Regions from separate parts of the Mus musculus genome. Here all the other regions are linked to region 1. The links are chromatin contacts, called in public HiCAR-type and HiChIP or PLAC-seq maps. All regions are on one chromosome and are shown on one strand. The core of a region is the stretch at or near the end of the contact, and the rest is flanking DNA. Distances in the headings are between cores, read along the strand shown.

Region 1 (4,178 bases), core at 1,104-3,603:
TGAAAGGTAGAACTGTATATGACATGGCTGACCTTAACTACAAAGGTCGACCATGCTGAGAGACATAGCCTAGAAGTGTGCTGAGGCACAGAAGTGCAGACAGAATCATCATGCTGCACTTCTTCTGGTGTGGCTTAAAGACGGCTGCCCAGGTATCTCCATGTGTAATTGTTTGTTTGTTTGTTTGTTTGTTTGGTTTGGTTTTTCGAGACAGGGTTTCTCTGTATAGCCCTGGCTGTCCTGGAACTCACTTTGTAGACCAGGCTGGCCTCGAACTCAGAAATCCGCCTGCCTCTGCCTTCCAAGTGCTGGGATTAAAGATGTGAGCCACCACCTCCCAGCCATGTGTACTTTTAAAGGTGTTCTTGTTGCATTAAATCAGAAATGGAGAAAATCAAACCAGGTGGTGTATGCCTACAATCCCAGCACTCTGGAGGTGGGCAGGAGGATTTCAAGTTCCAAGGCAGTCTGGGCTACATAGTGCACTCCAGGCCAGCCTGGACATGGTGAAACTCTGTCTCAAAATAAACCAAAAAATGTGAACAGGTTAATTTTGCATTATAGGATGTTTTTGAACTACATTTTGCCAAGATTCCCGATGAACCTATTGAGAGTATGCATGCATGCCACCTTACAACAAACAGTGCACAAGCCCTCAGCAGAGAAAGCAGCAGCGAGGCCTCCTCGGGGGACGCCTCTTCTGAAGACTCTGAGGATGAACGAGTGCAGCATCTTGCCAAGCTTCAGGAGCAGGTGGCCGTATATGACGCAAGTGTTGATGGTTCCCAAGCGGCTAGTCAGTGGTGCACTGCTTGCAGAGTCACAGCTGTTATGTTTAGATCACCTAATGCCATCTATAGCTTTAGTTGCATCACCTAATGTCTATAGCTTTAGTTAGTTTTTGGCATATTTGCCATGTTCAAAATTTCCTACTCAAATATCTGTATACTATAGTTCTAGAGCCACTACCACCACATTTTATTCCTCTTCCTCCTCCTCTTCCTCCTCCTCCTCCTCTTTGAAATGGTCTCATGTACCCGGCTTGTCATAAACTTCTGCTCCTTCTGCCTCTGCCTTTCAAGTGCTGGGATTGTTGGTGTGCACCATGATGCCTGGGAATTATTTACAATTCTGCTATTTGCATTTATAGTCTGAGTAGTTGATTCTTACTGAAGTGATTTTTGGTATAATGTGGAATATTTTAGAATGAGATCACTTGCTACTTTCTGTGATAAAATAGTAACTTTTACTGAGGTCATATCTGAAGACTAGGGCTGGAGAGATGGCTCAGCAGTTATTGGCACTGGCTGGTCTTCCAGAGCACCTGAGTTCAGTTCTTAGCATGTGTACCAGGCTACTTACAACCACCTGTAAGATATATATATCTTTTGAAAGAAACTTTAATACTGAGAAATGTTGGGCTGTAGTGTTTTTATTACTATACTATGTTATACTATACAGTTTGTTTATTATTTATTTATTTATATACCCTTCAAAACACTGAAATTCCAAAATGAAGCAAAATCCTGAAGGAAGTAGAACATGACATGAATTTCACAAAGGGTGGCATGACTTTGGAGTACCATGTTTTTCTAGTATCTTTAGTGCTTTAGAGACATAAATGTTTAAAGGCTTTTATTTTTTCCTTTCCCAGCTTAATGCTGTTCATCAGCAGCTGCAAGTTCTGTCCCAAGTTCCATTACGTAAGCTGAAGAAAAAGAATGAGAAGTCCAAAAGGGCGCCAAAAAGGAAAAAGGTTAATAACAGAGATGAAAACCCAAGGAAAAAGCCTAAGCAAATGAAGCAAAAGGAGAAGGCCAAAATCAAGTAAGCATGTTCAGTGAGTGACTGCCCAGGAGGCAGGCTCAGTGAAGGACCACACAGTTAGCCTATGTGAGGGCCTGGATCAAGATGAACTGAATGCCTGTGTGATGTGGGTACATTGTATGAAATTCCCACACCAACAAAAATGTTTTAAAAATATGAAACCAATATATAATTTTGTTACAGTCAACCAAAGAAGAAGAAGCCGCTTTTGAAATCGGAAGAGGAAGACAATGCGAAGCCTATGAACTACGATGAGAAAAGGCAGCTGAGCTTGGACATAAACAAACTGCCTGGAGACAAGCTTGGTCGAATAGTTCACATAATACAGTCAAGGGAGCCTTCCCTGAGAAACTCCAACCCGGACGAGATCGAGATCGACTTTGAGACCCTGAAGGCATCCACACTTAGAGAACTGGAGAAGTATGTCCTGGCCTGTCTGAGGAAGAGGTCGCTGAAGCCCCAAGGTAGGCCAGGCCCAGCCCCATCCCTAGGTCCCGCCCCATCTTGCCTCTAGGCCACGCCCCACCTCCAGGCCCCTCCCCGCACTCACGGTTGCTCCTCCTCTCACAGCAAAGAAGGTTGTCAGGTCTAAGGAGGAGCTCCATTCTGAAAAAAAGCTGGAGCTGGAGAGGCGGTTGCTGGACGTCAACAATCAGCTGAATTGTAGGAAACGGCAAACGAAACGTCCAGCAAAAGGTAGGTGGCGGTTTCTCCGCGCCCACCCGTGAGCCATGACCGCTGTTAACGCTCCCTGTTTTGCAGTGGAGAAGCCGCCCCCGCCCCCGCCCCCGCCCCCGCCCCCGCCGCCTCCCCCGGAGCTGGCCAGTGGGTCTCGCCTGACCGACAGCAGCAGCAGCAGCGGCAGCGGCAGCGGCAGCAGCAGCAGCAGCAGCGGCAGCAGCAGCAGCAGCAGCTCCTCGGGGTCCGCGAGCAGCAGCAGCGACTCGAGCTCCTCCGACAGCAGCGATTCTGAACCAGGTTAGCTGGCTCGTAGGCACCGCTGCGGTGGTGGGGGTGGGGGTGGGGGGGTGGCCTTTCCTGTAGCGTCCGGAGAATGTGTAGAGGAGGACCTATGCTTTGGATGCCAACATCCTTAATAAAATCCTTACTCTTTCCATAAAAGAAGGAAAGGATGTGACTTGGGCCTGATGGGAGGTCTCCTAAGGAAATGTACGAGATTGAAAAACTGCGGGTGCTGCTTTCACTTCTTAATGAAAACATTATTTGGGAGGCCTCAGTGTGTTCCCATTGTACTTTGGGTCACTCCGATGTGAAGTGTGTCCTGTTTGGACACTGCTTTCTGAGTTGAACTGTCGCTTTGAATTAAGAAGCCACTCACCCCAAAATTTGTAGAGAGTTTTTTTTTTTTTTTAATTTATGTTTTTTAACTACATATTATTACCTATCATCTATAGAAAAAGATGGAAGTACCACATTTTCTTGTGCAGTTTGTCAGTTGTATTAAGCCAGGCCACTCATGTTTTCTATTACTAGTTGGACAGCTGCCATGTGATCACTGTCCACCCCACCAATGGTGTTCCATTTTAACCAAGCAGCAAATGCAGAACCCAGGGCGCTTTCTTCCCTAAAATGTGCTTTATTGTTAATGGGATGTTTCTTGTGAGGTTCAGTTCTTTTTAATTAAAAAGAACCTCACAGAAACTCCAGCGTAAAGAATTGCAGTTGACAGTCAGGGTCTGCTGGCTGGCAGCGATTCTGTTTTCCTTTGGTTTTGATTCATTTATTTTTTGTAGAGCTAGTCGCTGATTTGGTTTTCACATTTCTGAGTATATAGAGGGGAACAATTTTGTAAAATTTAAAAGAATTTTTACTTTGGTTAGAATTTGTTATTTTAATACATTACATTAAAACTCATTTTAGAGTTCTTATTACAAAGTATTTCTTATATTTGACTTTTAAGCATAAAACAATACTGGAAAAATCTAAGTTGCATTTAGTATTTTAAATTGTAATTAATTGTAATTTTATCTAATAAAGCATTTGTGGCCTAATAAGTTACAGCACCTTGTCTTTTATTTGTGGGATAAAACTATGACTATTAATTTGAATTATTTAACTTAAATATTCAATAAATGCTTTGAAAGTTAGAAAAAAATACTGCATAGAGTTTTTTGGTATAGCGCCTTAGTATTTAGAATTCCTTCTTTCCTTCCTCCCTCCCTCCCTCCCTCACTCCCTCCCTCCCTCCCTCTCTCCTTCCCTTCCTGTCTTTGCTTACTGTGTAGCCAGACTTCACTTTGTAGGCCAGAGTGGATTTGAACTCAGCAATCCTCCTGCTTCTGCCTCCCAGCAGGTGTGCTATACCACACAAAACTCTTGATATGATATTC
Region 2 (3,644 bases), core at 1,123-3,622, 260 kb after region 1:
CTAAACCAAGTACAGGCGTTCCTGGGAGTTAGCTAGTCAGTGCCGTGATCACAGTAGAGGGAGACACTTGGGCCTGACGTTTTAAATTGGCAGTCTTGAAACATCAAAATTCAAGTAAGTTCTAGTTTCATCTGTACATTAGCTTCACTTTAATTTAAAAAGTTTGGGGGTTTTGTTCTTGGCCTTAAAATTGTTTTGCAGTTTTAAAACCCCCTAGTACACCCTTGTTTGGGTCATTAAATAAGATTTACATTTGGTGGCTTGATGTCTCTGTATTGTGCCTCTAGACCTTTATATTTCTTTTTGTTTCTTCTGTTTATTTGGTGCTTAAAGGTTCTTCTTAAATTGTGGAAGGAACTTAAATAGTAGAACATTTACCGAGTGTGCATGAGGCCCTGGGTTCAAAATCTAGCACCATAAAAACTACATTTTTTTTTCTGTTCTTTTTTTCTTATGCGCATTGGCGTGTTGGTGCTCGGCCTGCATATATGTTTGTGTGAGGGTATTTGTGTAAGATCTTGGCATTATAAACAGTTGTGAACTGACATGTGAGTCCTGGGAATTAAATCTTGGTCTTAGAAGAACAGTCAGTGCTATCAACCACGGAGCCACCTCTCCAGCCCCAACACAAAAATTACTTGTAAAAGAAAGCCTCTTTGTAGTTCCTTCATAGGTACTCTGAATTTTTTTCTGTCCTCATGGACTCACTGGCTGTCATGTTTGTCCCCCTGTTTGCCCCACTTTTTCCTTTGAAGCAGCCCCAGCTGGCTTTGAACTTCTGTCACCCTGTGACAAGACATTCTGGGGAGACACAACACACATCCTACTGTACATCCCAGCTAGGGAACCCAGAACAGACCAAAGTCAAACAGTGACCCAGTGTGTCTTATTGGTATTATTACAGAGATGTGGGTGAGGGTTACTAACACGAGCAGAAATGATCAAAATCAGCTCCATTACCAAAGCTGACTCCTGCTTGGGTGACAGCTCACAGAAGCCAGGAACCTGGAGAAGGCTCAACAAGTTGGAAAGTGTCCTTTCCAGGTGACCCATTCTAAAGCTCTTCCAGGCAGCTGGGCTGGTCTCTGCTTCTTCCAGGCAGCTGTTCTGGTCTGCCATAGCATAGCATTCATTTCAGCTTGGTTTGTTTGAGAGTGACTCTCTTCCAGGCTTCATTATTTACCTTTAAGCAGGGAGAGACCTGGTGAATCTGGTCAGTTTCAGGGACTTCTGTTTTGAGCTGTTGATCATCTAGTTTGAGAAGTTCGCTACAGGATGGAATGTTTCTCTCAGAGGAAACTGCTACATTGCTACTACTGATCCTCCTGCCTCCATCGCCCACTACCTGGTTAATGTGGTGCTGGCAATGGAGTATGCTAGGGAAGCTGTGCCAACGGAACTACATCTCCAGCCCTGTATTTGCCTTTTCAGTGTTCATGGTGGTCAAACAATGTATACCCACATTGTTCAGGGCTAAGTTAATCAGTGCAGGGGCTGAAGAGGTGGTTCAGTGGTTAGGAGCACATTGCTGCTCTTGCAGAGGATCCTGGTTTACATCCTAATGACTACATGTAACTCCCAGCTGTCTGTAGATGTCTGACCTCCTCTTCTGACTTCTCCAGGCACACACTCAGGACACAGATATTTATGTAACCAAAACACCTTTTTAAAAAGCCAGGCGTGGTGACACCTTTCCTCCCAGCACTGGGCCTTTATGAGTTCAAGGCCTTCAAAACCAAAACGAACACAGTTTAACATCATGGCTGTCTCAGAAGTTAGGGTGACCAGATGAGAATTACAATATAGTCTCTGTCTGAAGAGCTGGTGGATCAGTTAAGAACCCAGCTTAAGCATGTGTAAAGTAAAACACGTAGATAACAGTTCTGACAATAAAGAAAACCTGACAACCATGTTGACTGGAGCTCACAGTGACTACAATTTAGGGAGCAGAGTGATTTTACCTTTGTCAAGGGAAGCGGTACTGTGTGCATGGAATTTGAACTTAGTTTTGAAAATGAGTAAATTTTAAGTAAAAAACAAAACCACCAAATCCAGATTTTTGTGCATGTATTTTACAGTACTTTGTCCCCTTTTTCGTTTGTTTCCTTAAGGAAGAAAAAAGAAATCTTCATCTGAAATACTCCTTTAATTATATTTGTTATGCAGTACAGCTGTAGTAAACTCAAGCAAGCTGGGTCAGTTGCCTTCAGTTTCTTCTCTCTGTGTTTTTGTTCCAGGCCTCCTGACTTTCAGCTGCTGAAGAAAGGACAAAGGTTCGTTCCAGTCAGTTTCACTGACCTGAGTGGGCCAGGTGGTGTGATCGCCTGGACTTCCTGTGCTTGTGTGCTACAAAGAAACGTGTGACACGTTCACCATTTTCCTTTGTGAGGGAAAGATGATTTGTTTGATCTGTCTGATTTATCGTGCAGCTGTCCCACTGGGGAAGTCTAATTGAAGCTGTTGAAATAGACACAAACATAGCCTCTCTCTCAGACACCACTCCTTTGTTGGTGAGGTCGTGCCAATTGTATTTGGAGAAAGGGTTTTATGGTCTTGTTTTATATGATTTTAAGATATTAATGTGTTGATCATTTGAAAGAATATCTTACATATCAATATGAAGCGCAGACTATAGATTTTTGGTTTTTGGTTTTGCCAGTCCCACCTCACAGCTCTTCATGGTGGTGTTTGCTCAGCTCCAGCCGTCTCTCAGGACAGGTCCTTTCACTCTCAGATCACATGTCCCTGGTTGCTAATCACTGCCTTAGTCACAGGGTATTGAGTACAAATAAGAGATCCTTGTTTATTGATGGACACCTTTCTGGCTTTAACCTAGTATAAAACGTCATTGCTTTAAACCTCAAGAGACAGAATGGGATATAAAGACTATGAAAGTTTCTTTCAGCTTTTCATTTATTTTTTTATATGTGTTGCCTGCATGTATGTCGATTTGCTATATGCTTGTCCAGCGGGCACAGGGAGGTCAGAAGATGGTGTTGAATCCCTGGAAGTGAAGTTAAGGGCAGTTGTGAACCACCTGGGTGCTGGGAATTGAATCCAGGTCCTCTGGGAGGGCAAGTGATCTTAACTGCGGAGCTGTCTTTCTAGCCTGTAATCTAGTTTCTTAAAGTTAAACTTTCTTTTCTTCTTATCCAAAAGTTACTTGCCTGATGATGTAGGTTAGAGTCTGGTTAAAAAAAATATATGTGATCCTGGAATTTTGGAAATTTTGATGAGTTTCTGTGTCCCACTAGGACTTGTTTTCAGCTCTTTGCTGTCTAGCTTGGCCTTCACTCCTTCCCACCATGTGCTTCTAGACTAGGCCTCAAACTCTGAGTGCTCATGGGTGCTTGTTTGTCTCAACATGAGCTGGAGGAACTTCTGCTTTGCCTTTGCTCCTTCAGAATTCTTAATGTGATTGAAACTGAATCTGAAAATCAAAATGTGCAACCATGGGACAGCTGTTATCTTATTGTTTGCATTCATGAGCGCTCAGATTTAAATATCTCTCATTGAACTATGTTGATGTGCCAACTTCATTTTTCGTTATGACTTTTGTATTTTTTCATTACATGAAAATTTCTGTATAATGGTCAGCCAGAACAAGAAAATATTAACTATTTTTTCAAGCAAAACTCAAAATT
Region 3 (4,202 bases), core at 1,400-3,899, 470 kb before region 1:
TGTTTTGTTTGGTTTGGTTTGGTTTTTTGAGGCAGAGTTTCTCTGTACAGCCCTGGCTGTCTTGGAACTCACTCTGTAGACCAGACTGGCCTTGAAATCAGAAATCCGCCTGCCTCTGCTTCCCAAGTGCTGGGATTAAAGACGTGTGCCACCATGCCCGGCTTATTGCACAGATTTGAATGAGAACTCACAATAAATCCAAAATTATATTTTCAATTAAAATTAACCTAAAAAAGGAAAAAAAAAAGTGTTTAACCTAGCCCGGCGGCAGTGGCACACACCTTTAATCCCAGCACTTGGGAGGCAGAGGCAGGCAGATTTCTGAGTTCGAGGCCAGCCTGGTCTACAAAGTGAGTTCCAGGACAGCCAGAGCTACACAGAGAAACCCTGTCTCGAAACAAACAAACAAACAAAAAAAGTGTTTATTCTATGGGCAGTGTTTTCAGAGATCAAGGTCATTTAAAAAACAATAAAGATAAAGCCAAGTTAACATTTTATACAAAAGCAGATATTCTGACAGAATTAATAAATACAGAAAAACTATACATGCCAAATTTTGTACATAAAAATAGTTTTCCAGACAAGTTTCCTTTTTAAAATAATTTACAAAAATATATTCTTATTTCTTTAGTAACTGATATTTCTCATCAAAATTTATACAATATATATAGATATTAGAAGGAAATACATCTAACCTTGTAATTTTGCTTCAATCCCATCTTTGTTCAATCCAGATGAAAAACCTGTGTGAGTGATTAAATGTTTATTTAAAAAATCGGAGTGTATTTAATTTGTCTTTACAGGTTCAATTTAAATCTCACATTAAAATCGCATCTATATTTCATATAGATTAATAGCAGTTTAATGAGCTTAAAAAGGCTTAACTATTCATAGAACACAACCACTATCTTGAAATCTTTTCAACTGGCTATATTTTGTTTTCTTAATCTGTATTAAGTAATCTGAAACTATTGAGCAAGAACCATGTAGAATCAATTTAAAGATCTATTTTATTATATTTAGTTATGTCTGCATGTCTGTGTGGAGCTAAGTGCACTTGAGGCAGGTATATATAGTCAAAATTTGGAAATGATCTCTACGCCTATCTACAAAATAGTTGGCTGAAATGTGGTGTATTGATACAACTGGGTCTATACTGTAATAACAAAAGGAATTTAAAGCAATCTGTGAACATTATGAATTAAAAGAAACTGAAGAAGAAAAGGAAATACTTCTGTTTACATGAAATTCAAGAAATATAATATAACATGAGCATACTTATAACTTTCCATACTTATGGAAAACCTTCTACATACTGGATGTGGGTATCTGTGTCTATGTGTATATATTTAATTTAACTTTTATACCTAAGATTTCTGTCACTTCCTGTGGTAATACAATATAAAAAATTCACTACAAAATAAATTACTCACAAGGAGGAAGAAGTGCAAATTGCAGCATAGACGAATTTTGCACAACGCTGATAAAAAGATACAAGTATATACCCCGTAGGGAATATGTGAATATAGTACTCCCAAGAACTGCTGGCAACCATGTAAGCCACTAAGGACAATAATTTAGCAATAGGCACTACATTTTAAAATGATGTACCCTCTGACCTAGAAACTTCATATCAACTGGAACTGCTTAGACATGTCAGGTGGGGCTGGTTAAGAGCTCACCTTCTCTTGCAGAGGGTCTGAGTTAGGTTCCCAGCACCCAGGTCAGCAGCTCACACCTGCCTGTAACTCTAGCTCTAAGGGAGGTGGAGACAGGAGGATGACTAGGTGAGAAAGCTAGAGGTGCAGGTTCAGTTAGAAACCATTCCTCAAAGAGGTTCACTGATGACAGAGGAGGACATGTGGTGCTTTCTTCTAGACCCCACTCACCACTACCTATGTATACGTGTATGCTCACACAGACATATACACACAATAAACAAGTAAAATAAATCCTTAGGTATTTATTTTAAAAACAGAATATGTTATGGCTCAGTTTTACCACTCCTCAGTAAATAACCAAGGGATGCATGCCCAGCCTTAGACATTGCTGCATTCCTCACAATAGAAAGAAACTGAACTAGTCTAAATGTTTGCCAACAGATGAACGGATAAAAAAAATGGACATATAGATACAATGGATATTTTTCTAGCCATGAAGAAAAATGAAATCATGAGATATTCAGGAAAATAAATTGTAATGAAGATCATTATGTTAAGAGAAATAAGCCAGACTCGTGTATGTAATCCAGTGTGTGTGTGTGTGTGTGTGTGTGTGTGTGTGTGTGTGTGTGTGTGATGTGAAAGAAGACTCTGAGAAAAGGAGACCTTAAGGATGATGGAGAGGGTAATGGATCAAGTGACATAATGCAGAAGGGAGCATGTTTGTGGGGATCGGAAGGTCCAGTCACAGGGGGCTGTGGAGGGAGGGAAAGCAGTAGGAGGACATAAACATAAGAAAGCACGACAGACACAATGAAAATGTCACAGTGAAGCCTATAACTTCATACACTAGCCTAAAACTTAACAGAAACCCTCCAAAATATACTAGGGAGAAACTACAAAGACAGGTGCAGAACAATAGTGGCATCAGGCTCTGAAGCTGGGAGGCTAGGGCAGGGGATTTCTATGATTCATGGTTTGCCAAGGCCACAAAGCAACTGAACTCAGTTCCTCTCCCCTGCAGGTGGCCAGGACTAACTTGTTTTCAAGTAAGTGACGTGTGACTACAGTTACAAACAAGGAAATGCAGCTTTTATTTAGCCAGCCTGTCTTTTATTACTCTTCCTGCAGGAAGAGAGATGCAGGAAAACTCCACATTGGAAACAGTAAGCCTCAGCCAAGGTTCTGTGCCAGCGTTCTGGGCGAGTCTGCAAGCCCTGCCAGGCCTTCAGGCCACTGCAGCTTGGCTGACGTGCTGCCAGCACCTCAAGAGAGACTCTGACCCAGACCTGCTAGCTGAGACGCTTGGGTTCAGAAACCGCATGAGATAATGAATGTCCGTTGTTCCAAGATATTGTGTTTTAAGCAATTTGTTAGAAAACTAATACAATGGGACATTGTTTGCATAAAATGGAAAATTGTACCTTATTTGCTTTTATTTTATGATTTGCTTTGTGTTCTTACAAATTGGAAAATGAACAGCTACAAATTTAGAATGAGAGGGAAGCTGAATGATAAGTATGAGAAAGATTCAAAAATTTAGAGCTTTAACTTATGTTAATTTAGTTTATGTACTTAATTTTTTTTTCTTCCACTGAGTCTATTTTTAACAGTGTTAACTTTAAAGCTTATTAAAGGACTAGGAGTAGAACAGTGTGCTCTCATTTTGCCTACTCTTACCTCTGAATATACTGGTGACTGCTACTATTTTTTTCTGTTGGTTATTAGTTGTTGGTTATTATTATTCTGTAATCTAATCTTTAACAGTATAAATAAAAACCCTGGTGGTTTGAAAAACAATCACTATATTTCCAGGTCAAAGTAACAAACCATAGTGAGATGGGTTTTTCAGAGCTCTGATATACAGCATTGTTGATCGGATCCAGTCCAGAGCAATGTTCACGTCTGTGATGGTATGCAGCACTATTTCTGCATTTAAATGTTCAATAAGATGTCTGTGCAAACTAATGGAGGGAAAACTCTGCATGATTAATGTGAATTTCAAGAACATAAATTTTACTTTTTAAGCTCTAATAATATACATATTAGTTGCTACTTTAATAATGAAATAAATTTCAAAAATATAAGAAAATCTTTAAAAGGCAGTTAAAGATCTTAAAGAACTGAGGTTTCTCCTTATTTCACAGTTCTCAACATGTTTTTGCAAAGGTCACTGTGGTGACAGTAGTGTAGATTCTATCCTACTTTACCAAAGATAAGTACTTATGGCACACTGAAAACCATCCCAGATATTATTCTCTCTCATTATAAAATAAAAAGGTGTGACAATATTTCTCTTATTAAAAGTTAGTAATTACAAATTTAATTCTTGTAAGTTAATAATTAACGAGACCTTATTACCTTTTTAGGATTTTTTAGAACAAAGATATGTACCATTGTGTGTTAAAAATCACCACTAGATAATTCTGTTGTCTTTAATTCCTAAAATTACATTAGTTTTACAGTTAAATTGTTCTATTTCAAGCAAATGGCCTTAGGAAATCCGCAAACCAATCTCTGTTGTGTACACTAAAGGGAACA
Region 4 (3,881 bases), core at 339-2,838, 400 kb before region 1:
GGGACTTTTCTAGGTTTGTTTGTTTGAGGTGGGAGATCCACTGTAAATCCCGATCATCTGAGATGAGAAGGTCCACCGTGAATCTAGACCACCACTGCTGCTGGCAGCCCACACAGTCGGAAGTAAGAGAAGGAAGCTTTGCTCTTTGCCTGCTCCCCTTGCTCTCACTGGCAAGTCCATTTACCCTGATGCTGAGCTGTCATTGGTGTTGGAACCACTCCTTTGGAAGCAAACTGAAGGTCAGAAGCTCTCTAGGAATTCCCTGGGACACCAGCAGCAGATTGGAACTACTGAGACATCCAGCAAAGATACCAGATTCTTTGCCTTTCCATTGTTGGACAACCTGGACCACAGCATGCATGCCACTCTGATAAATAGCACATACACATATATACACATTCACATAAATACATACATTCACACATCTGCATACTCATTCTGTCAATTCTGTTCCTTAAAGAACCCTGACTAATAAAATCAGCATAGAGTTTTGTCATATTTTCTCCATCTGTGCCTTGTGGAAGATTATGAGGTAAATGTATTTTTCATGGGCAAAAGGTAAATTGGGGCTTTCTTGTAAAAAAAAGAACTATCAGAAAACACTACTTATAATTCTTCACTATTAATGCTAAAGTAAAAAAAATATTTGTGGTCTTTCACTGTGTTAACTAATCTAATGAATGGTAATAATACTAACTCCTTAGAAATTCTTTTACTATGTATGTATTTACACACATACACACACCTGTATACCATGTAAACAGATTGTAGCATGAAAATCACAGTTATGATATTCCAGGAGCTAGTAAAAATTATTGATTGAATAAACATGCCTATAGCTGGACACTCTCTCTGGTCTGGGCTAGGCTGCTCTAGTGGAGGTGGACTGTCGTCTAAGAATGTCAGAGCTGGGGTTGTCAAGTTCTGGCTATGGCATGACTCTCGATAGTGGGGTTACCTGAACAAGAGGGGCCAAAATTCCAGCATTGATGGGGTAGGGAATTTCCTGGCCCAGTCCCTTACTGAGGCCCTGGCAGAGCGTAGTTGCCAGGCCAGGAGGGATCATTCTTTTTGGAGATGCAACCGGTGTTAAGAGTCCGATGCATAATCCAGTGGATCACTCCACACCCACGCAATATAGACTTAGTGGGTTACTAAAAGACGCGAAATTGGGATAGCTTTTTGACTGCCTTATTCACCACCGTTATTCGCTCAGTCCCTAAAAACTGGTTTATATCACAACTAAATAAATGATCAACATACATTGCAGCTGGTCTCTACTATAAGATCCTCAAGAACCAGTGGTTAAACTTTTTGTTTTTCGTTGAGAAAAGTAAAACCGGACTCAACCAAGTGCCTTTTACCCGAGAAGTGTCCAGCGTGTTGAGACCACAGTGTGAGGCCGAGAGAGAACGCTAAGGACCGGGCGACGGGACGAGGAATCCCGGGCGCCTTTTTAGTCCTGGGGCTCGCTAACTCAGCAAAGGACCACCGAGCCCTCTCTGCTGCACTCTTCCTTTCCGACCGCCCCGCCTTGAAAAACCACGCCTCTTGCGCAGGCGCCGAGGGCTTCGGAATGCGCATGAGCAATTCAAAGCAGCGCGGGAAGAATCGCGCATGCGCGCCTGGCGGCCCGGCTCAGTGGGACGCTCCTGAGGGAAGCGACCGCGGACGTCCTAACTTCTGTGAACCGTGAGTTTCTGACAGTTTTCCCCCCTGCCGTGGACGGTGAGGGACCGGGGACGAGTTCTTGATCGTGACTTAGGTCGTGTCGCCCTGCGGGCATCCCGCGGCGGGAAGAGGTGCGCCTGCGCACTGAGCTTCCCGTTGGCACTGGCGGACAGTCCGCCCTACGCACTCGCCCAGGGCGGCCCATTCATTCATTTATCCTTCTGTTGGCACCCTGCTGCCCTCGGTCGGCTCCAGTCGAGTGGAGTGTCACGCCCTGGCGAGCGACTTCCTCCCGGGCAAACCGCAGTCCTTCCCCGCAGCCTCCCGGGGATCCCTAGCCGGCTGCAGCCCGCTCCACCTGTCCCCCGCGGGAGTGCTCGCCGCAGGCCAGTGGCAGCGACGCCGCTCCGGCTGGGATTTGGACATATGGTGCGGGTTTTAGTGCTACCTCCTGAAGGGCAGGTGGTTTGGTGCGTGCCTGCTTGGGTGAGCTACTTCGCCCTTCTCACCGTGTTGTGATTTTCACAGCTGCTGCTCTCGCCTGTGCACATGACCCCGTAGCCCGCTCTTTGCATCCCAGTCGTGCGTAGTGGAAGCCTCTTTGGGGACTCAGATGGAGGAGCCAATGGCGTTTTCTTCCCTTCGTGGCAGTGACAGGTGTCCGGCTGATGACTCTTTAAAAAAATATGAGCAGAGTGTTAAACTTTCAGGTATGTGCTCAATGCCACGGTCACACGGTTCTGAAGTCGCACGGGCAGCCAGTCTGCATCTTCTAATTCGAGGAAAGGGGAAAAAAGAAATGTAATTAAATTACACTCCCAGAAATAAACAGAAAAACCACACACACACCTGACTAGTAAACTGAGTTGTATGTTTAAATTTCACATGTCAACATAATATCATGAAGTCTAGATTTAGGATTGGATCGCGTTTTAAGAGGTGTGGAATCCAGTTTTCATTTTAGAGGACGTCGGTTGGGTCCAAATATTAGTGGCTTTTTAGGAAAGCATGTTTGTTGACACCTGACTTTTTTCTTCCACACCCACTGTAGCCTTACTGTGTAAAGTTTGGTTTTAGGAATTGGTGGGGAAGGGATTAAGGATTCATAAACAAAATTCACAGGCAGAAACAAGTGGAATGTTTGTAACGGATACTTTTTTCTTCGTAAAGTGGAATGTAGCTCAGCCGCAGACTCTAGTTTTAGAAGGTGGCTGAAAAGTCCCATATTGTGTACTTTCAGCAGGACATAGAGGTAAACGTCTGTAAACCCAAGGGGAGGTGGAGATCAGGAGTTCAACCCTGCCTCAGCCCCACCCCAAGAAACACTGTGCACAGTGCCCATGTGGTAGTGTTCACTTAACATACATGTTTGTAAACAAAATTCCAGTTGACTGTATTCTTTCCTAAAAGCTAGCCATCTTTGTCCTAAGAAAATTTAGACTTATCCAAAAAGATACTAATTTTGACTTTTAATTTATGATACACAATTTATATACCCCCCCCCAAAAGCTTTAACCCCATTTAAAAAAGCATAACATCACATATTTTTGAATTCTGGCTAAAACCAAACTGTCCGTTGTTGTTAGAACAATGGTCCTCTTCCTGGTGATGAACAACACAGTTACTTCAGAACTTAAAAACTTGGGAGTCCCCTTCTCCCTTCCCCGTGCTCCCCCTGGGTGCAGTCCTCCCACTCTCCGGCTTGTTTGCGCTGTATATGCTGCTGCTGCTTGTCCTGGTTGGTGTCCTCCTATGCCGTTAGATTCATCTCGAAACACTGCTGTTACCTAGTTTTCCTTTTTAATTTTTAAAAAACAATAGCCTGTTTTTCAGTATGGCTTTTCTTTTTAATTAGCAAGTACACATACAGTGCAGACATTCAGTTTTCCATATTCAGTTTGACTTCTGGTGCACATTGTTTATTAATTAAAGGGGTCACACATGCATGAATTTGATCTAGTTCTAGAATTATTTTCAGGGGAATTCTCCTTTTTTAATATCTTGAAAATCTGGTGGACTAATAGGGTGAACTTTATTTGAAAGGTTTTGTAACTTTTATGGTATGCAGCATAGGACATTGCAAATGGTTCCCATAATAATTTTTTAAAGCATGCTGAACTCTTATCCATGGGATTCTTTAATGTGATTTTTAAAAAATATATCTATTTATTTTATGTATATGAGTACACTGTTGCTGTCTTCAGACACAC
Region 5 (4,190 bases), core at 1,400-3,899, 340 kb before region 1:
TAAACATTGCTAGTGAGATATTCGCAAATTTGTGTATGCGTGCATGTTCATGTGTGTGCTATTGCACATGTGATTGATTGCCTGTGTATGGATGCCTCCTGTCAATTCTCAGGTACTGTCCACCTTTTGTGAGACTGGATCTTTCATAGTCTAGGCTGACTGGCCAGTGAACCCAGGGATATAGTTTCTGGGGACAGAATTCACTTTACCTAGTGGGCTACCTTACTAGCCTGTTTTTTTCTTTTTCTGTTTGCAAAGTCTCTCATCTCAGCTGAGTACTTCTTCTCTTGTGGCAATTTGTGTGGGCTACGTTGCCACATTGACCAGCTCAGCTCTGATGATGACCTGAAGGACAGCACTGAGACAACACCACAGCTCCGTTTTGCGCAGCTGAACGGCCTCCAGCAGGGTCTAAACCTGTGTCCCTCACCTGAAAAACAGAATAAATATTAAGACGGATAGCTGAAGCCCCTCATAAGATTCACAGTCCTCCTGGAATGCTCCATCTTCTTAACTGCCAATCCCATTCATTTTTATGACTCTGTGTGCGTGTGTGTGTGTGTGTGTGTGTGTGTGTGTGTGTGTGTGTGTATGCCAATGTGCACATTCTAGGGCATACATGTCAGGGTTAGAGGGCAGCCTTGGGTGTCAGCACTCACTGTCCACTTTGTTTTGGGCAGAGTCTTTTGTTCTCTCTGTATCTGTCAGGCTAGCTGGGTAGCACTCTACCAGGGCTTCCCCTGGGGGTTTCCCCTACTCTTTGTGTGGGATGAGTGATATTCTCTTCTACATCTGGCTTTATGTGAGTTCTAGGGATCCAACCTCAGTGCACATTTGCATGGAAAGCACTTTGTCCCGGAGCCTACATCCTGTTCATATTTTGGTCTTGTTCACCAGTCACCCCCTCTATGAAGCCCACCTACTTGCTGCTGGCTCTGAGCCAATTTGTAAATTGTTCTGCCTTCTCTCAGTGGTTTCTACCTCGCTCTGTGATTGCCCTCATACATTCTAAGACACTGTTTAGCGTCTCTTACTTTGTTGTATTTGGTAGGAATTTTTTTTCCAACTTGGGTGTTGGTACTTGTCAGACAGAACACAGTCTGAGAACAGAGTCCCGTGAGGAGAACTCTGGGTGCTTTCGAGAACACGCCAAGACAACAAGAGTCCCGTGACCTCAGTTTCTCCAAACATGGGATTGTTCTTGGAATGTGTTTTCATGCTCCTCCCAGGGGTAGCTAGCGAATAGGAGTGTGTTTACTTCAGATTACTCATTGTTGCATGCTGGAGTTATTTAATTAAATGTTAAAAAAATTTAAAAATATGAATATATAGAAAAACATGTGCCTGCCAGGAGCAGCTTGTCCTTGTGATTGCATGCAGCTTGAACCCATGAGAACTTTGCTCATGTGACCTTCTTAACCCTCGGAGTATGAACTGTCTGATGTTTGAGTAAAGATGGCTACGGCAAGAGACTTTAGTCGGTCTCTTGTCGGCTCCATTCTCCCAGGTGACACTGAGGCATAGCTCTCCCCATTAAGGCTAGCCTGGCTGGCCAGTGTTTCCCTGGGATCTTTCTATCTCTGTCTCCCTGCCTCAAGACTGTAAACCTGACCCACTAACACCTTTGTCTCTACATGCTTTCTGGGGTCTTACCGCTTAGCTTCTCTCCGCTCCCCGACTCCCCTTCTCTTTCTTGACAAGATTTTATTTAAGTAGATTAAGATTATAATATCTGACAGATTTGATAGATTTTCTTATTTGCCTTCATGTTACCAGGTCCTGGGCTCAGTGAGTGGGCACCCCTGTGTCAGTAAAAGCTGTCTGAAGTTAGAGTGTGTCAGCTACTGGGCTGCCTCTGCTCCCCAGTAGTAATCCTCGGAAGGTCAAAGACTGGGCGGCTCCCTGGTAACAGCCAGGTAGGCTTGCGAGAAGCCCGAAGGTAAGTCTGGTTCCTGAAGAACACAGGCAGGCACAGAAAGAAATCACTTTCCAAAATTCAGCTTGATAGTACTTTAACATCTCCTTCACCAAATTATCTGATTGCTAGGTCAGGAAGCAGAAGGATCCAGTGAAAGGGTGCGTATGTGTGTGTTTGTGACACATGTCCACTTGTGGGACCAGGGGACAGAGCAAGCATTTCCCCTTAAAGCTGAGTACTTCCTCTGGAACCACAGCGGCTCAAAAGGATCGTCTTTCAAAGGGCTCCTTACAAGGCAAGGGAGGCTTTCAAATTTAAGCCCTTTGACAAAATCCACAAGCCACTCTGGCAATGTTGTGTTTTCTATCTGTCCTATTCATAAAATATCAATGAAAACCCAGAGAGTGCTGACTTTACCTGGATATCAGTCACCAGAGGGTTAAAAACTGCTCAAGGGGAGGGGAGGTGCTGTAGGGACCTTCAATGACTGTTGCTCCTTAAGCTAGACACTGACAGAAAGGAGTTTTAAAGGCCCAGGGGTGAAGTGTGGGGGAAAGCAAGCAGAGTTCCTATGAGCAAATATTGACTTCTGAACCTCAAACTGAAACTCAAAAGTTTATCGAAGGCTGTTGTGTGAAGAACACTTTGAGTTTTCCATGATGAGTGGATGAAGCGCCTGAGTAGTTGCAAAGGCCTCAGTCAGATATACACTGGGCTCTCCTTCCAGATGCCCCAGCTGCTCTTGACTCCTCCCACATCAACCTGAGCCCTCACCTAGCTGTTTCCTGCCCTAGGAGCACGATGCTAAACAGGGACACACCATTCCTCTTGCTTGCTCTAATAAAAACTCAGCTCCTGCTCGGGAGGCATCGAGTGTCAATTGAGGGGAGGGTGAGGAGGAGGGTGTTCCTGCAGCAGGGGGATGAGGGAGATGAGTGGAGCACCAGACCATGGCCTGAGAAAGGCGTGCTCTGAACCCTGTCATAGCAGCTGCTGACATTCAAGTGCTTGCTATGGACTCACCATACCCGAGACCTGAGCAACCCCGTTTCTTATGCAGCAGCTGTCTTGACCCATTTCCAAGTTTCAGCCTGAGGGGCTTTTACCTCTCCCCCTAACCTGAAATGATCTGAGACTAAGGAGGAAGCTAAGGAGGGTAAAAGGATGCGGAAGCCAATGAGTTTACAGAGCCCCAGATTTCTTATCTTACAGGGCTTCCGGGGGAATTGGCTTCCTTTCCCAGGCCGGCTCTCCATTAAAGGGGCCCCCTTCCTTTGTGTGCACTGAGATAAGCACATGTACAAAGAGAACCGACCTCTCTTCTTAGATATTTCTTTCTCTTCATCCTGCCCCACCTTCCCCACCAAGGTCCTGGGACTAACACTAACATAGTCAGAATTAATACTACTTATCTTAATAAAAACTTACTATAAACACGAATGGAGGAACACACAGTACAACAATGTAATTGGCTTGATTTTTAATCACCAAATATATCAAGGTCATGAAAGTCAAAGCAGGAGAAATGTTTTAAAATGACAGACACTGAAGGATGTGACCCTGTGGGATGTGTGGTGTCCTTTGCCTTCAGAACCAAGTGCAGGATTAGCAGTAGCATTATGCCCGTGCTAATCTCAAGGATTTAATAACTGAGGCATGACTATGAGGTAAAGAGTATGGCAAGCTTTCTTTAATGCAGTAATTAAGAGGAAGAAAGTATTCTGTATCTAGCAAGGCCATTTTCATGAATCAAACCCAAATCCATGATTTTGAAAATAGCTACAAGTGTCTTATTTTTGAGGAGAGAGAGAGAGAGAGAGAACTCAAGGATAAATCTTAACATACAATTATGCCTTTTTCCAAAAAAAAAAAAATACCAGCATTTTTTTTACAATCTAATGATCTAATCTCATTCAAAGAGTTTTAGTGGTTTTTGTTGTTAATTGAGGAACCGGGAGAATAAACTATTGTACCCACACATGCTAAGAAGGACTAGGAAACATCTGTGCATCAATATGAAGCAAGCCCTATGATATAATCCAAAAGAACCGATAGTAAGACACTCGTGCATGCATGCACACAGGAAGGGAGCAGTGTCTGTTGTGTAATTTTTTAAAACTGAAACCCAGAAATATCAACTACACAATTAAAGATGATTAGCTATAAGAGAAGAAAACGGGTTCTTGAGATAAGAATGGAGTTAGACTCCTTTATAACTGCATTTGTCAATTTGACTTTAGAATCAGTAAAGTTTCATGTAATCACCAAAAAC
Region 6 (4,147 bases), core at 1,214-3,713, 370 kb before region 1:
AAATAACATGAAAGAATGTGCACTTGTTAATTAATTTGCTTTCTTGGTAGTGATACCAGACTGGAAACTTACTTTAAAAATTATTTTTTGTTTTTTTTTAGATAATAATAAAACTTCATCATTTCTCCCTTCCTTTCCCTCTCTACAAGACCTCCTGTAAACAGCTCCTTGCTCTCCTTCAAATTCACGGCCTTCTAAAACTTAATTGTTTGATACATAAATATAACCTGCTTAGTCGATCAGAAACCTCTCTTAACTAGAGTGTCTGCTTTGTTTTTTGTTTAGGTTTGTTTTTGAAACAGAGTCTTGTGTAGCCCAGGTTGGCCTTTAGTTTTCTGTGTAACCAAGGATACTCTTGATCTCCCACCTCCTCTTTCCAAGGGCTGGGATTACTGGCTGTGCCACCATGCCCAGAGTGCTTGTTTTATAAGGATATATCTATACTTTGTGTACATTCCCTCTAACTTTTCTAAAGACTAGCATGTGATTTAGACAAGAAACTAGAAGGACAGAAAAATGAAGTAGCTCCTACATATTTTCCCAATGGTCTCCCCCCCCACTCCCCGCCCCACCCCCAACTCATAAAAATGTGACGAGTCAAGGCAGGATTCCAGTCTGATGCTTCAATTCAGAATAAGACTTGGGACTTTGTAGTTGGAATGTCTTCCCTGGAATGTCTGTGTGACAGTGACTTCCTCGGAGACCTGTAGTGAAGTACAAGTCTCCTGAAGGAAGAGACCACACATTCATTTCTTTACATTTCTTACCACTAGAGAGACACAAGTAGTCAGCCGAGGCCTTAGAGCCGCCTGGGAACTTGACCCGATGGAGGGATTTCCAAGACCCACCAGGACAATCCCAGTCTAAAGATAGCCTCTTTAATTCTTAGACATCTGAAGGGTTATACTGCTTTCCCGTGGTGGACTGTCTGTCCTAAGGCTTCCCAGCTCCCCCGAGGTCCCATCCATCTCAGGACTAATTTCTCTCCTCTCCAAGCTGCTGGTACTCTGTTCCCAGAACATTGACCTCGGCGGAGGAGAAACAGCTGGTGGGAACTTTATCCACAGTAACCCTTCACAGCCTTGTGTGAAAGACCAGCGGGCAAAAGTTTCATAACTCTAGCACAGTCTCATTTTTAACTCTTGCTCTTGTGTCAAATGTCACAACAATAAAAAATGCCAGTGTGTATAAAATACCATGGAAAAGCAAAAATGTCCACACTTGATATATACATGTAGGACCCTTCTTCTGGAGTCTTTTTTTTTTTTTTTTTTTTTTTAAAGATAGCTTCAATTCTAAACGTATCACGTCAGTCCCCAAAGCTTGTTTGTTCTGAGAAGTCTAACATCTCTGAGTCCAAATTGCATTTATAAAATCGAGTCCATCAACTGGGAGTAATATAAGTTGTTAGAAGTGCGTTCCAACTTGTTAATTTTGAAAGTATGTTCTCCTCGGAACATGGGCGTCTGAGGCCATCTGTGCTGGGGACTGATGGTCGTGTATCTCTGAGTGTCTGAGCATTGAGTGGGACCTCGGATATTCACACTTAAAAGTATAAACAGCACAACTGGGAAATGTTTTAGTGCCTCCTTGCTTACCCTTTATCGACTGAAAAAGAAACTTTGATTGGAGGAGTGTGAAGTGAAGGAGCGAGCCAAGACTGAAAGGAATCTCAGCTGCAAAGCGCTTTTATGTGCCTGCAGTCTGGAGGGGTAAAAGTGGCCCCGAAACACAGCATCAGAACAACTATGCAGCGGGCTCTCTATCGTCCCCTCGCCATTCTCCATGTCCTCTTTCAGACATGGTTGAATTTCTTGAGAACATTCTTGCATATTTTTCCTTAACTTTTGTTAAGTACATCTGAGTGGCTGATGAGGGGTGGGGGTGGGGGCTCAGCAGGGAAGAACAATTAGTGCTCTTGCGGAGGACCCAAGTTCAGTTCTCAGCACCTCCATGGTACCTCCATGGGCACCTGAACTCACACACACATGCCCTCACACATAGATAAAAATAAAATAAAATAAATCGGTAACAATGATTACAAAAGAATAAAGCACATCAGGGTATTTATAGTCGGACTTTTCATTTTCTTTTTTTAGATTTTTAAATTTTACACATATGAATATTTTGCCTGCATGCATGTACACCACAGAAGGTGTCAGCTCACCTGGAATGGGAATTAAGTATGGTTTGAGCTACGGCGTGCGTGCCGAGAACCAAACCCAGGACCTCTGCAAGAGCAAGTGCTCTGGACTTCCGGTCCACTCTCCAGCACCCTTGTTTGTTTAAGTTTACACAGGAGCTCGTGTAACGGAAACTGGCCTTGAACTAGTGATCCTCCGCCTCCCTGGTGCAGAGGTTGTGGGTGCGGGGCCGCCACAGCCAGCTGTATCAGACTTAACTCAGGGTAGCAGAATCTGGATGCTGTGACCCTGGAGCTGCACGGTGACATTGCCTCTGTCCACCAGATGGCAGGAATTCCTTTGGCATGTTCTGTGAGGCAGCTGCCCGGGACACTTGGATGGATCTATCAGTAAGACTTTGAAGACATAAACACAAAACATCGACTCTCACAGAAAACTAAGTGTTCAGGCAAACAGAGCTGGTGGTGGTTTAACCATTCTCTACCCCGGGCTTTTCACCTGTGTTCCTTCCCCGGGCTCCCCTGTACCGTATTACCAGTCCCTCCTGTCTATCATCTACAACAAGGCTTTATCTGTCTAATGTACGTGCCTCTGGGTCTCTAGTGCTCAGCACATAGCATGCCTGCAGTGAGGTATATTTTTGTGTTTTGTTCTTTGAGGTCAATGACAGTTGACTTCTAGAAATGAAGCTCTGTGTATCTTTTTAAGTCTTTGGGCATGAGCAGAAATGCTGAGCGCCTCCCTGCCCCCACCTTCATAGCTGGAAGGAGGAAAGCCGCTCCTGAAGCTTGGGGGCTCATTTCCTCCCTCCAATGCACCCCCCTTCTGTCTATTAGTGGTCAGAGGCATATCTGCCAGCACTGTATTTCCATGCTAAGCTCCAGCGAGGATGTTCAAAGCACCCCCAGGGTCTGTCCTCTCTGCCATTTGCCTCCTTCTAATTTCCTTCTCCAGCCTCCCCTTTCTATGTACCTTCACCCAGACCGCCTTCCCAGTCACTGTGTAGTCAGGGACAAAACCACTTTGTTTCTCTGCCTCCACATCAGATCCTAACCTGTCTTTTGCCCTGGACAGATCGTGAGATACACCTTGGTGCACTCCATAAAGAGGAATTGTTTTGATAATCCAAACAAAGCTAAGAATGTTTAAATTCCTCCCACTCTCTCCTCACCGCAGTGTGAGATGAATCCAACTGTGTTGTAAGAGTGTGGCCGCAGGCCTGCACTCTTGAGTTACGAAATGTTGCAGCAAACTCTCCTTGTATAGCAATGTTATCAGCCAAGAACTCTAGCCTTAGCCCCACCATTGAGAAATCTGGAGAACTTTCTCTTTGTGCACAGGGACTTTCAGAAGTTTCTGCCTAATCGACATCTGTAGCATTCATAAGCATATGTGATGATATAAGGACACTGTGGGGACTTCTCTCCCCAGAGACTATTTGTACTTTTGTTGCAAGTAGGGGCTTAGCAATACTGCATGAGCCCTCAAACCTGATGCTCCGTTTCACATTTAAGGGATGGCAGATGTTAGAACTGGCAGCTGGGAAGAATGCAGTGGGTGGAAATGAGAACACCGTGTCCCTTCCTGTGTGTGTGTGTGTGTGTGTGTGTGTGTGTGTGTGTGTATACATACATACATACATACATATATACATACATTTCCCAGCATATGATGAAATTGGAGTAAGGAGAAAAACATGGCCTTTAGCTTTTTAGTTTTCGCTGGATATTAACTTTAGAGAATTTCATTTTCCCCATTCTTACTTTTTGCACATACATGTGTACCTGTGTAAGGAGAAGTCGGGACAATCTTGGGCTTTTGGTGACATTCCCTCTCCCTCTTTGAGGTAGGGTCTGTCATTGGCTTGGAACTGAGTATGTGGGCTAGGATGACTGGCAAGGAATCTGCTTATCTCTGCTCCCAGTGCTGGGAATACAAGGCATTCACTCCATCCATTCATCCATCCATCCATCCATCCATCTGTCCATCCATCCATCCGTCTG

What was found. HiCAR-type assays count read pairs that join an accessible place to other places. HiChIP or PLAC-seq counts read pairs in DNA pulled down with a chosen protein or histone mark.
Region 2: a contact with region 1 is called in an H3K27ac HiChIP or PLAC-seq map of T-cell acute lymphoblastic leukemia, with 4 times the contacts expected there. The contact joins two enhancer-like sites. A contact is called at or near these places in 8 of 39 promoter capture datasets (the 3T3-L1 cell line, 3T3-L1-derived adipocytes, the C10 cell line and 4 more), 8 of 484 Hi-C or Micro-C datasets (the CH12 cell line, the G1E-ER4 cell line, Th1 cells and 4 more) and 2 of 115 datasets of contacts at active chromatin or transcription factors (T-cell acute lymphoblastic leukemia and double positive thymocytes).
Region 3: an H3K27ac HiChIP or PLAC-seq map of DN3 thymocytes shows a contact between it and region 1, with 7 times the contacts expected there. The contact joins two enhancer-like sites. A contact is called at or near these places in 1 of 15 datasets of contacts at CTCF or cohesin (the NIH/3T3 cell line), 3 of 115 datasets of contacts at active chromatin or transcription factors (DN3 thymocytes, embryonic limb bud and large pre-B cells) and 1 of 9 other capture datasets (adipose tissue).
Region 4: an H3K4me3 HiChIP or PLAC-seq map of embryonic limb bud shows a contact between it and region 1, with 4 times the contacts expected there. The contact joins the promoter of Cdc7 here to the enhancer-like site in region 1. A contact is called at or near these places in 15 of 39 promoter capture datasets (the 3T3-L1 cell line, 3T3-L1-derived adipocytes, the C10 cell line and 9 more), 1 of 15 datasets of contacts at CTCF or cohesin (the NIH/3T3 cell line), 3 of 484 Hi-C or Micro-C datasets (bone marrow-derived macrophages, embryonic fibroblasts and embryonic stem cells), 30 of 115 datasets of contacts at active chromatin or transcription factors (the 230-238 cell line, the NIH/3T3 cell line, the SCID.adh cell line and 21 more) and 5 of 9 other capture datasets (adipose tissue, embryonic stem cells, liver and 2 more).
Region 5: a contact with region 1 is called in an H3K27ac HiChIP or PLAC-seq map of large pre-B cells, with 4 times the contacts expected there. The contact joins two enhancer-like sites. A contact is called at or near these places in 6 of 115 datasets of contacts at active chromatin or transcription factors (DN3 thymocytes, T-cell acute lymphoblastic leukemia, bone marrow-derived macrophages and 3 more) and 1 of 9 other capture datasets (embryonic stem cells).
Region 6: a contact with region 1 is called in a HiCAR-type map of fibro-adipogenic progenitors, with 8 times the contacts expected there. The contact joins two enhancer-like sites. A contact is called at or near these places in 2 of 484 Hi-C or Micro-C datasets (muscle stem cells and tail fibroblasts), 8 of 115 datasets of contacts at active chromatin or transcription factors (the NIH/3T3 cell line, craniofacial prominence, embryonic basal ganglia and 5 more) and 1 of 9 other capture datasets (embryonic stem cells).

The regions. Positions count from the first base shown.
Region 1 is chr5:107,357,183-107,361,360 of GRCm38.p6, forward strand. It overlaps Brdt (bromodomain, testis-specific), which reads left to right. Exons shown (of 19, transcript NM_054054.2): 9 at 565-753; 10 at 1,655-1,827; 11 at 2,011-2,291; 12 at 2,398-2,523; 13 at 2,590-2,805. Among named protein-coding and RNA genes, the nearest start is that of Brdt, 28 kb to the left of the region's middle. Within about 2 kb of position 2,354, at least 306 of the 459 cell types and tissues checked have an H3K27ac peak or open chromatin away from gene starts, as enhancers often do. A contact at or near this core is called in 3T3-L1-derived adipocytes, DN3 thymocytes, the NIH/3T3 cell line and 19 more, where this site is marked.
Region 2 is chr5:107,615,904-107,619,547 of GRCm38.p6, forward strand. It overlaps Rpap2 (RNA polymerase II associated protein 2), which reads left to right. Exons shown (of 13, transcript NM_144911.3): 7 at 2,238-2,273. Among named protein-coding and RNA genes, the nearest start is that of A930041C12Rik, 16 kb to the right of the region's middle. Within about 2 kb of position 2,373, at least 7 of the 459 cell types and tissues checked have an H3K27ac peak or open chromatin away from gene starts, as enhancers often do. A contact at or near this core is called in T-cell acute lymphoblastic leukemia and double positive thymocytes, where this site is marked.
Region 3 is chr5:106,889,207-106,893,408 of GRCm38.p6, forward strand. Hfm1 (HFM1, ATP-dependent DNA helicase homolog) reads right to left here. Exons shown (of 40, transcript NM_177873.3): 19 at 3,492-3,625; 20 at 696-743. Among named protein-coding and RNA genes, the nearest start is that of Hfm1, 35 kb to the right of the region's middle. Within about 2 kb of position 2,650, at least 114 of the 459 cell types and tissues checked have an H3K27ac peak or open chromatin away from gene starts, as enhancers often do. A contact at or near this core is called in DN3 thymocytes and adipose tissue, where this site is marked.
Region 4 is chr5:106,962,734-106,966,614 of GRCm38.p6, forward strand. It overlaps Cdc7 (cell division cycle 7 (S. cerevisiae)), which reads left to right and starts at 1,589. Exons shown (of 12, transcript NM_009863.3): 1 at 1,589-1,692; 2 at 2,200-2,381. The coding sequence starts at 2,285.
Region 5 is chr5:107,012,807-107,016,996 of GRCm38.p6, forward strand. No RefSeq gene overlaps it. Among named protein-coding and RNA genes, the nearest start is that of Gm33371, 31 kb to the right of the region's middle. Within about 2 kb of position 2,650, at least 64 of the 459 cell types and tissues checked have an H3K27ac peak or open chromatin away from gene starts, as enhancers often do.
Region 6 is chr5:106,988,393-106,992,539 of GRCm38.p6, forward strand. No RefSeq gene overlaps it. Among named protein-coding and RNA genes, the nearest start is that of Cdc7, 26 kb to the left of the region's middle. Within about 2 kb of position 2,464, at least 73 of the 459 cell types and tissues checked have an H3K27ac peak or open chromatin away from gene starts, as enhancers often do. A contact at or near this core is called in the NIH/3T3 cell line, fibro-adipogenic progenitors and muscle stem cells, where this site is marked.